Regions from separate parts of the Sus scrofa genome. Here region 1 is linked to region 2. The links are chromatin contacts, called in public Hi-C maps. All regions are on one chromosome and are shown on one strand. Each heading gives the region's core, a stretch centred on a gene start, on an enhancer-like site or on the middle of the called end of the contact. The rest is flanking DNA. Distances are from core to core; before and after follow the strand shown. Region 1 has its middle 54 kb from the start of ALOX5AP. Region 2 has its middle 16 kb from the start of TRNAN-GUU.

Evidence for each region. A called contact is a pair of places that touch in the nucleus more often than the background predicts.
Region 1: a Hi-C map of fetal skeletal muscle shows a contact between it and region 2, with 2.5 times the contacts expected there. The contact joins two enhancer-like sites. A contact is called at or near these places in 3 of 5 promoter capture datasets (fetal liver, fetal skeletal muscle and liver), 22 of 47 Hi-C or Micro-C datasets (adipose tissue, alveolar macrophages, blood and 14 more) and 2 of 2 datasets of contacts at active chromatin or transcription factors (alveolar macrophages and skeletal muscle).

The regions. Positions count from the first base shown.
Region 1 is chr11:7,463,166-7,467,817 of Sscrofa11.1, reverse strand. No RefSeq gene overlaps it. Among named protein-coding and RNA genes, the nearest start is that of ALOX5AP, 54 kb to the right of the region's middle. Within about 2 kb of position 1,802, at least 32 of the 83 cell types and tissues checked have an H3K27ac peak or open chromatin away from gene starts, as enhancers often do. A contact at or near this core is called in fetal skeletal muscle, omental adipose tissue and skeletal muscle, where this site is marked.
Region 2 is chr11:7,384,934-7,389,939 of Sscrofa11.1, reverse strand. It overlaps a transcript of ALOX5AP not described here. Among named protein-coding and RNA genes, the nearest start is that of TRNAN-GUU, 16 kb to the right of the region's middle. Within about 2 kb of position 2,444, at least 17 of the 83 cell types and tissues checked have an H3K27ac peak or open chromatin away from gene starts, as enhancers often do. A contact at or near this core is called in fetal skeletal muscle, omental adipose tissue and skeletal muscle, where this site is marked.

The DNA.
Region 1 (4,652 bases), core at 553-3,052, 79 kb before region 2:
TCTTGCTCCTATTTTCAGTTATATATTAAACGTATTTTGTGTCTCCATTGTAAACTCCCTTAAATTCTTTGTGAAACAGAGTAAAATGCAAATAAAATAAAATAGACATCTGATGCATTCTTTCTGTGGCATAGCGTTAAGTCAAAGGGTCCTGAGTATTTGTAGTCTGTAATCCCTTGCGAGAACAGAGGATTTTAAGATTCTCTGCCAGCCTGCCTGAGTGGTGACATTTTCCAATACTACCTGCTCACCAGCACCTTGAATTTTGCTTAAGCTTGGTTTGATTTGGGCACCTCCAAGTTGCATTTTCTGGACTTTTCTCTTTTTTATGCAATCCACAAAGCCTAATTTTTCTGATTTTTCGAACATCAAGAAAGTGTACTCAACTTCTCAGAGGACTTAGGCGGCATTCTTTTTTTTTTTTTTTTTTAATTTTAAATTGGCTTACCATCCTATTAAAAATGGTTTCCTGGCTTTTTGGCAAAGACCTATTAAATTCCTAATGGTGTTAAAATAACAGGAAGGGTCATCCCGAGCTCCGAGGCCCGGAAGACCCCCAGCAATTCCAGTTCACTAGTTTGGCTGGAGCCTTAGAAACACATTAGGAAACAAAGAGAAAGCCATGACAGTTTGACTCAAAGAAGTCGTGCTCCCCAAAGTAATACACTTTTTCAGCTGTTGTTGCTATGACAAATATTGAGGCACTCTTTGAAGGCCTCAAATCCTGAATCTCCAAGACTCGCCCCCCCAAATCCGAAGCACTTGAGACTGTTGTTAAATGAATAAATGAGTTCACACAACCAAACCAAAACACTGGGGGAGAACGAGTGAATCCCTGGGTAGGCTTGGCAGCTTCATCCTCTGGTCCCCACATGGGACTGGCCAACTTTCAAAGATGCAAGGATTTGCTGAAATGATGTTTCTGTGGTTTTCTCAAGGAGGGAATAAAGAGGCAGGAAAAGGCTAGTTTCTGGGAAAGGCCGCTTTGAAGGAGAAAGACTTGGAGGCCCAGGAAACTTCTCTGGGAAAGCGCCTGGAATGTCGTTATTTTATCAAACGAGCCCCCTCCCCACCCTCTCCCCCACCTCCCCTCCCCCTGGTGTTACTAACTTGTACGGATGCCAGCAATTCAGCCCGCCGTCCTGATCCCCATGCTTACTGCTGCATGTTTGTCCTGTGAGGTTTTTTTTACTTCCAAGGATTTTATGTCACTGGCCAGGCCTAAAAGTTCAAAAGAACAAAGACGGTAATTAGTCTGTGGGTTTGGCTGTGTAAACAACTGATTTCTCTAATTCAGGTCAAAAGCTAGACTCGCCAAGGACACACACTTTTACTATGCATTGACATTAGAAAGTTTTGCCTGACGGTTTTGTTTTGGTTTGGTTTTCGGTTTTTTGCAGCTCATCAGACCGGTCTTGTTCTCCGTGGCTCCTGTTTCTTTTGCTTTCTCCGGGCTTCCTTTTTCAGGATTTTTGAGCACCGAAGCGCTGTGGGGCCGGGCTTTACAAGAAGCAGACAGTGTTTGGTGTGGGGGCCTCTCGACAGGCTGGAAACATTTACTTTCCCATCCAGTCTCCCTTCGCTGCCAAGGAATCTGCGCGCCTGGGGGAAATGCTTTCCCTCCTGTGTTTACAAAGCACTAAATTTTCAAAGTCATTAATTCCCTTCCTAAAGAAAGGGCCTAATGGAGTTTTCTAGAGTCACTGCTGAGACAGTGGTTACAACCCTGGAAGATGAGGAGAGCCACAAGGGCCTAAAGGGAAGCAGGAGGAAGAACGCGTTCTCCAGCTTTAAAGGGAAATATTTTGAATACCTCCGTCACTACCTCACGCACTTACTTTATTTTCCTTTCCAGAACATTCAGAAGTGTTGTGCAGTGCAGACCCATCTCTCCTCCCTGCGTGCGTGCGTGCGTGCGTGCGCTCTTCATTCTGAGGGTGCCGGCTAACCTCTTCCCAGCCCCCCCCTGGGGGCAGCTCCAGAGCTGGGGTGCCCAGAGCGCCAGCCAGAAAGGGCCCTGTTTTCCCAGTGCTCGTGTTACTCCTTGGAATCCTGGGTTCCAGGCAGATCCTTAGCCCCTTCAGGGCCAGCAGGCTGCAGGGAGCCGCCCTGCTCTGAGCACGTGCCTGTCCATTCCCGTCCATTCCCGGGTTAGCCCAGGCCGCCCTGTCTGGGCTCTGGGGCAGGAGAGGGACACTCTTCCTAGTAGGGGCACTGACTGCTCCCTGGGCGGAGTGGCATGAACAGTCCTCTCCCTGGGCCTGAACACACCCCCTATAGCTCCACCGTGAGGCTAGGAAGACTCTTCTTGACTCCAGTGTGGAATCTTTTTTTTCTAGAAAGTTCCCTGAGGCTACAGATGTCTTTAAGTATTGATGGGGCCAAAGGAGGCACAGTGGAAGGTGTGTTGGCAGGAAAAGCAGCAGTTCTCAAATGATGGCCCACGGACCTCCCATATCAAAATCACCAGGAAAATGCAGACTCTTCCCCCACCCTCCCCCACCAGCCCCACCACCTAAAAATCAGGATCTGCCCAGGAGTTGGAGGGACGACAGGTCTTTGATACAAGGAAGAGACTTAAAGGGTTTTGGCACCAGCCTCTGGGCCCCCCAGACAGGCTTTGCTCCTGGGCTCCTGCAATGGTCTGAGCAGACTTTCCTTCCAGGTGTAGAAATACTGGGCTCGCTGGGAGGGACACTGCCTGGAGGATGCGGGGGACCCCCAAGGCGTGCCCTCCCAGTGAAGGGCAGCAGCCCATGCCTGACTCCCCTCTGGACTCTGAAATCTTCCGGTGTGCGCTGCTGTTGTTTTTACCTCTGTGCCCCTGGATAGGACTCAAGAGAGGCTTTGAATCCCTCCAGAAAATCCTCAATAGCCTGGATTTTGGCTACCCTGGTGATGGCCTTGGTCCCCCTGGCTGCTTGTTTGGCGCTGGATCTGGCCCTCTCTTCTTTGTATCCCTAGAGAAGCTGCCATGAACTATCTCTGGAGGAAACTTACAGAGACCCCAGGATCTGGGCTGCCTTCAGCAGCAAGAAACCCCTCCCTCTGACTGTCACATGAAGCCATCAAGAGACCCCTTGAGACTCATCTCAAGGAAACTTTCAAAAGGATGCTGGAACATTCGTGTGCCATGCCTGTGGGGGCAAGAAGCCAGGAGCCAAGCCCTGGTTCTGCCTCTCACAGCTCTAGCGCCTTAGGCATGTTACTCCCCTCTCTGAGCCAGGGATTTTCTTATCGGAAAAAGAGAAATAATAATAACAGCAATAAAGATAATACTCCTGCAGCATTGAGCTGAAGCTCATGCCAGGTGCTTGGCTGGTGTTGAAATACGTCTGTGCCTCCCCATCTTTCTCACCAGGCATCCACGCCAGGAACATAGGTACCTGGACACTTAGGGAACTGGTACCAGGGACCCATTCTAATTGCCTAAGTTTGACACCCGATCTGTCCCACCTGATATTTATTCCTGAGTTGGAGGGGAGATAATTATTGTTAATTTTTAAAGCAATGGTTGCCCAGTCTGTCGATGATACCTCCCATTAAGGTATATGGTCCGCCAGGCTAGGAGCAGGTGATGCCAAAGCCATCTTGCTTCTTGGATTTCCTGCTAAGCCCCACCACGCTGGGGTGACTCTGTGCACAGTAAATATTTCTGCACGTTTTGTATAGCCCTGGACACCGTGGAGCCACACGCTGGTCCCTGCCTACCTGTCCCAGCTTTGAGAGCTGTCAGTACCAGAGTCTGTTGGCCACCAGCGGCTGCGAGGTGGCAGAATTCTGTGGCCTGTTAATTGTCTTGGAAGCAAATCCTTGAATTGGGAGAGAGAGAAAGGAACTGTAATTAAAGCTTCCCTTGGGCAAAATTTTCCACTGATGGGAATTGGCAGGTTTCTCATGTGCCCATTAAACTCCAGGAGCTAAGCTAGGAACTTTGTACACACAGGTCTTCCTAGACTTACGATGGGGTTATAGTAAACTGAAAATATCTTCAGTCAAAATGCACTTAATACACCCCATCTACCAAACATCACAGCTCAGCCCAGCCCATTCCACATGCTCAGCCCACTTAAATCAGTCTATGGTTGAGCAAAATCATCTAACACCAAACCTATTTCATAATAAAGTGTTGACTAGCTCATATAATCGATCAAATATTGTACTGAAAGTAAAAAACAGAGTGTCTGGCTGGGTCCGGAATGGTTGTAAGTGTATCAGTTGTTTCTCCTCGTTATTGTGTGGCTGACGGGAGCCATGCTCACTGCCACTGCCCAGTGGCATGAGAGAGGATGGGACCACACATCGCGAGACCAAGAAAAATCCAAATTCAAGACTGGAAGTGCATTTTCTACTGAATGCATAATGCTTTCACACAATCATAAAGATGAAAAATCCTAGGTCAAGCCATCATAAGTCGGGGACTGTCTGTATTGAATCTTTTAATCCTTACAACAGCCAGAGAAGGGACTCTTACGATTTTCACCAAGAAACAACAGTTCAAAGAGGTTAAAAGATCTGCTCAGAAAACGAGGGGGCTAGAAGATGACGTCAGAGCCGGGAGCTCCACCTACAAGGAAAGGCAGTCAGTGCTGCTCTTTTTGTCCCTGCGGCCTCCTCAGTAACTTACCTTCAGAGACAGAGAGAAGGCTGAT
Region 2 (5,006 bases), core at 1,195-3,694:
ATATTGGCTCACAGAACACAACACACTGCAGGTCAATAAACCCCTTCCCATACAGCGCAGCTATGCCGGATTTAAGCAAGGCGTTCCAGACACTTCTCCACATTTCTTCCTTAACATGTTCCCTTCCAATAACTAAGTATAAAGACTTATTTCAGGAAACCTGGTTCTCTCCATTCCCCTCCTTGCAGTAATCACCTTCATGGGAAAGGTCCAACACTTCAGTTCCTGGAATAGTCAACAGCATCCTCAGAATTAATGCCCAGGCCACCCTGCAGCCTGGCAAAGGTTATGAGAGCAGAGATTCCTAACATGCAGGGTCAGAAAGCTTGCCGATGAGCCCGTAAGGTCTCCATGACAATGATTTGGAGGGAGATGTGCAATGTCTTGGGAACCTTGGGACCAGCAGGAAGCCTTCGCACAGGAAAATGATGTCCAATCAGGAGGTGGGGCCCAGCCGGTGTCAGGGCTCAGCTGCATCCTCCTGTGACGGGCTCTCTGGACAAACAGAAGCCACTGACTGTCCATAGAGAGGAGAAGCCCAGCAGAAGAGGGAAGCTCTTCTCTGAAATGGGGCTGGAGAATAAGAATGGCGGGCCTGGCAGGCGGGGGCGGGGGTGAGGGGAGTAGACTGGGCGGGTACCGTGGGGGGAGGAGACTGGGGATAGAATTGGGGGAGGAGAATGGGGGTGGAGCCTGGGGAATAGAGTGGAGTGGAGACTGGGGGATGGGGTCGGGGGCAGACTGGAGGGTGGGGTGGGGGAGGAGATGGGGGTGGGGTGAGGGAGGAGACAGGGGATGGGGTGGGGGTTGGAGACTGGGGGCTGGGGGTAAGAGGATGAGAATGTGGACCTGAGGCTTCTCACCAGCATCCAGGGGGTCGCAGAGAACTGTGTGTCTCAGCCCCCAGGGCCATCTTGAGGAGAACTCAACACACTGCACATCAGATGGGGGAGGAGAGAGCAGCTACCTGGGGTGCTAAGGGTGGCCACCACTTTTTGTGTTTCCCTGAGAAGGAGAGTTCATGGACTCTTTACTTTCAAGAAAACTTCCCTAGGACCTATCTTGACAAACGAAGCTCACTGACTTTATAAGATGTCAAAGGAAATGTTCAGGTTTCTAGATGGGGTTCAAGCCAAGGGAAGAGCAAGTGGTGGCAGCTGGCACCCCAGGCACCTCTGGCCCAGAGGCTACAGCAACATTTTCCCAGGAAGCCAGCCCAGAGCCCTATCACAGAGTCAAGAGCCAAGTGCCAGTTCATTCCTACCCCAAACTCCTGAGAAACCAGATTCGGACTATGGTTGCCAAACCCAGCACATTTAAAGGCTGTGAAGGCAGAAACACAGGGCAGGGAAAGATGTAATGATAAGAAACCTCATTACCCACATACATGGCTGGGTAACTAGACCCATACACCCATGTACATCATGGTTATTTTGCATCAAATTGCAAACTTCATCCCTAAGAGCCAAGAATGATGTTAGAGCCAGAAGGATCATGGGAGTTTTTAAATTCTACAATTAACTTTTTCAAGAAATAAAAATGATTTCATGGAGTTCCCGTCATGGCACAGCAGAAACAAATCTGGGAGTTCCCGTCGTGGCGCAGTGGTTAACGAATCCGACTAGGAACCATGAGGTTGCGGGTTCGGTCCCTGCCCTTGCTCAGTGGGTTAACGATCCGGCGTTGCCGTGAGCTGTGGTGTAGGTTGCAGACGCGGCTCGGATCCCGCGTTGCTGTGGCTCTGGCGTAGGCCGGTGGCTACAGCTCCGATTCAACCCCTAGCCTGGGAACCTCCATATGCCGTGGGAGCGGCCCAAGAAATAGCAACAACAACAACAACAACAACAAAGACAAAAAGACAAAAAAAAAAAAAAAAAAAAAGAAACGAATCTGACTAGGAATCATAAGGTTGCGGGTCTGATCCCTGGCCTCGCTCAGTGGGTTAAGGATCCTGCGTTGCTGTGAGCTGCACTGTAGGTCGCAGACACAGCTCAGATCCTGTGTTGCTGTGGTGTGGCATAGGCTGACAGCTATAGCTTCCGATTGGACCTGGGAACCTCCACATGCCGCAAGTGCGGCCCTTAAAAGTAAAACAAAACAAAACAAAACAAAAAAAAACATTAAAATGGTTTAAATTGGTATATTTATTTTCATCTTAGCAGGACGGCAATGCAAAGGCCATGAACTCTTTTTGCCAAATGTACGAAATCAGAGTGTTGGTGGAAATTAAGCAAAAGATCTTTTTCAATGAGCCAGTGTTAGAACAAAAGGTAAAAGACAGGAAGGTCTGAGGCTGAGGTTTTGTGGGTCCACAGCAGGCAGGCACTTGGGGCAGGGTTGAGTCTGGAGCCCCGGCTGCCCTGTGGGCAGTCTCCACTTCCTTCCCCTTCCTCTGCTCACACTGGCACTGCCCGCCCTCTCTTCCACTTCCACTTTCTCTCCTCCCACTCACTCTCCACTCTACCAGTTATATTTGTCTTTCCTGTCACACCCTTTCTTAGAATAACCTTCCATTGCCGGCAATCAAATTCCTCTTCTTTCCACCCTTCAGAACTCTGAGAGAGCTGATCCCCAACCTTCCTGCACTGCCAGCTGGTTTCAAATTTCAAAGCATTGAATATTTGTGCAATGTACAGATATGAACAGGACTGGGACCTCCTGACCTCGGAAAATAACCAATCCAGTGAGTAAGCAGACAGAGGTCCCCATAACTGAAATCCAGGCTGAGCCGGCTAAGGTTCCAGGTGCACCTATAACGGTACTATGAAGTCATTACAAAGATGGAGCTAAAAAAACCGGTGAGCATGCGCAGTGGGGAGCCGCAAACCCCAACCCGGAGGGTGTTCTTGTGCAGAAAGGCAGGAGCGTCTTTCCTTATCTATGAGGTCTCCTGTGAGGATGCTACATAGAAAGTCTGGAGAACAGACTTGCGGGTCTTTAAAGAGTTTCAGTACCTACTGGCATAACCGCAGGGCCCCCAGCTCCGCACACAACAGCTGTTGCCCATGCACCGGTTCACAACCGGCTTTACATCCTCCGGGATTTTTGTCTGGAGGCGCGGCATCCACCGCAGATGCCCCACCTGCAGCTCTGAGGCAGATAACCAGAAGGAGGGCAGGGATCTCAAAGACCTTCCCTTCTCTGACCTGGAATCAAGACTCAAACTGCACGCAGGACCCTCCTGTGCTTACGGCCACCCAGGTGCGTCTGCGTGGGGTTTCCAAGCAGCAGGTGGGGCAGGACTGGCTCACCTCAGAAGGGGAGGTGAGAGAAAGCAGATGATTCTTTCCAGGATCCACCCTTGCACAAACCACTTCTGCCTTCCCGGCCTCAGTTTCCTGATGTGTAAGATGAGTAATCTGGTCCTTGCCAGCTCCCACCCGAGGCCGAGGCTGGTTTCCATTTCCTTCTGCTCTCTTTCAGTGCCTCCTTCTCTTGCAGAAGGTGGGTTTTTTCCCAGTTTCTGGAGCCACTTCTCCCCATCTGCTCATCCACCTCTCCTTCCCTTCCTGGGGGCCTGCTCATGTTCATTTGTTCTGTTCCCCCTCTTTTCCTCATTCTGTCTCAAAACCTGGGCTTTTCTCCTCCTGCCCTGGCTTTACAGCCAGACAGGTTACTGTTACTGCTGTTACTTTGGGGCCAGCTCTTCTGAGGTTTCCCTCCTTCCTCCCTCGGGCTCCAGTGGGGACACACACACACACAGATGAGACAGAAGTGAGCTTTTCAAACTGTCTGCTCAGCACTTGCAGGAGAGCCCTCAGAGGCGGCAAAAAAGAGCCATTAACCCCAGTCTGACTTGCAAAAGGGAATTTAGCGTCTCTGAAAGGCCAGCAGACCCAGGTTGAGGAAAATGCCTCCTTTAAAAAAAAATGGTTGAGACCTCAGGGAAGAGTTAACCACCATGCTTGTTGCGAGACAAAAGCCGGGGTCGCTCCAGGTGGCACCTAGAACAGGGCTTGACACTAGTACACACTCATGGCTGAGGAATGAGAGAATGCTTAAGTCTGCTACAAAGGACTTTTCCTCCTTTTAGAACCGTTGTCAGAGAAATGAGCTTTTTTAGGACACACTCCATATGGAAAGACAGAAAAACAATGCCATGCATGTAAAGTACACTTCTCTTTGGATCTTTCTGCTGAAGCTTCCTTCCTGCTTTCCTTCTCCTGGACTAGCTCCAAAAAGATGCTGAATGGGCACACCCGTGGGAATGGCTTGTAAAGGAGAGGAGGTGGCCTACGGTGACCATTTCCCCCTTCAGGCCCACTGTCCTCTCCTCCACGACCTCCCCTTCCTCAGTCTCCCTGGGAACCAGCCTGAGAAGCCAGGCCAGTCACAGCTTCCATCCCCTCTCCCCAAAGACACACCCTGCCGTGCAAGGGGGATTTTAAATGAATGCAATAAATTTATCTATTCTTATCACCTGTGTTAGTCTTGACCTCTCCCTGCGTGAAACCCCTCTGGCATCTGTGTCCTGTGGCACTCATATGGCATTTAATAAACACTTTTATTACTTTAATCCTTTTCATGAACATGCCCAGTCTCCCCAACCAAACTGCAAGTTGCTCAAGAAAAGGGACCTCATCCATTCGCCTCTCCTCCCGGTACCTATCGATACATCTAATTCATAACCAGCAGATTCTTTATTTTCTATTTTGGTTTATTACACAAATAAAACATGCTCACGGTAGGATTACATGTTTATTGGCAGAGTAAATCACCAAGGAATAAAATGCAAAGCCTCTAAAGCAATTAAAGAAACGCAAATGTTTAAAAAGGGAAGATATTCTTATATGTGTATTATATTAAGGCAAATCAATAAAGATGATGAAATGCTATGTAGAGTGATTATAGGAAAAGAACGTGCTTAGACAGCATTGGAGGGGTGCTGTTATCTGGTTCCAGACACTTGGGACAGCTCACAGGAAGTACAAAGATGCTTGTGGCCTTTAATCAGGGATATGAGTGTTGAACTCGGTGTGGAGGCGTCCTGACGCGGCTCCTCTGTT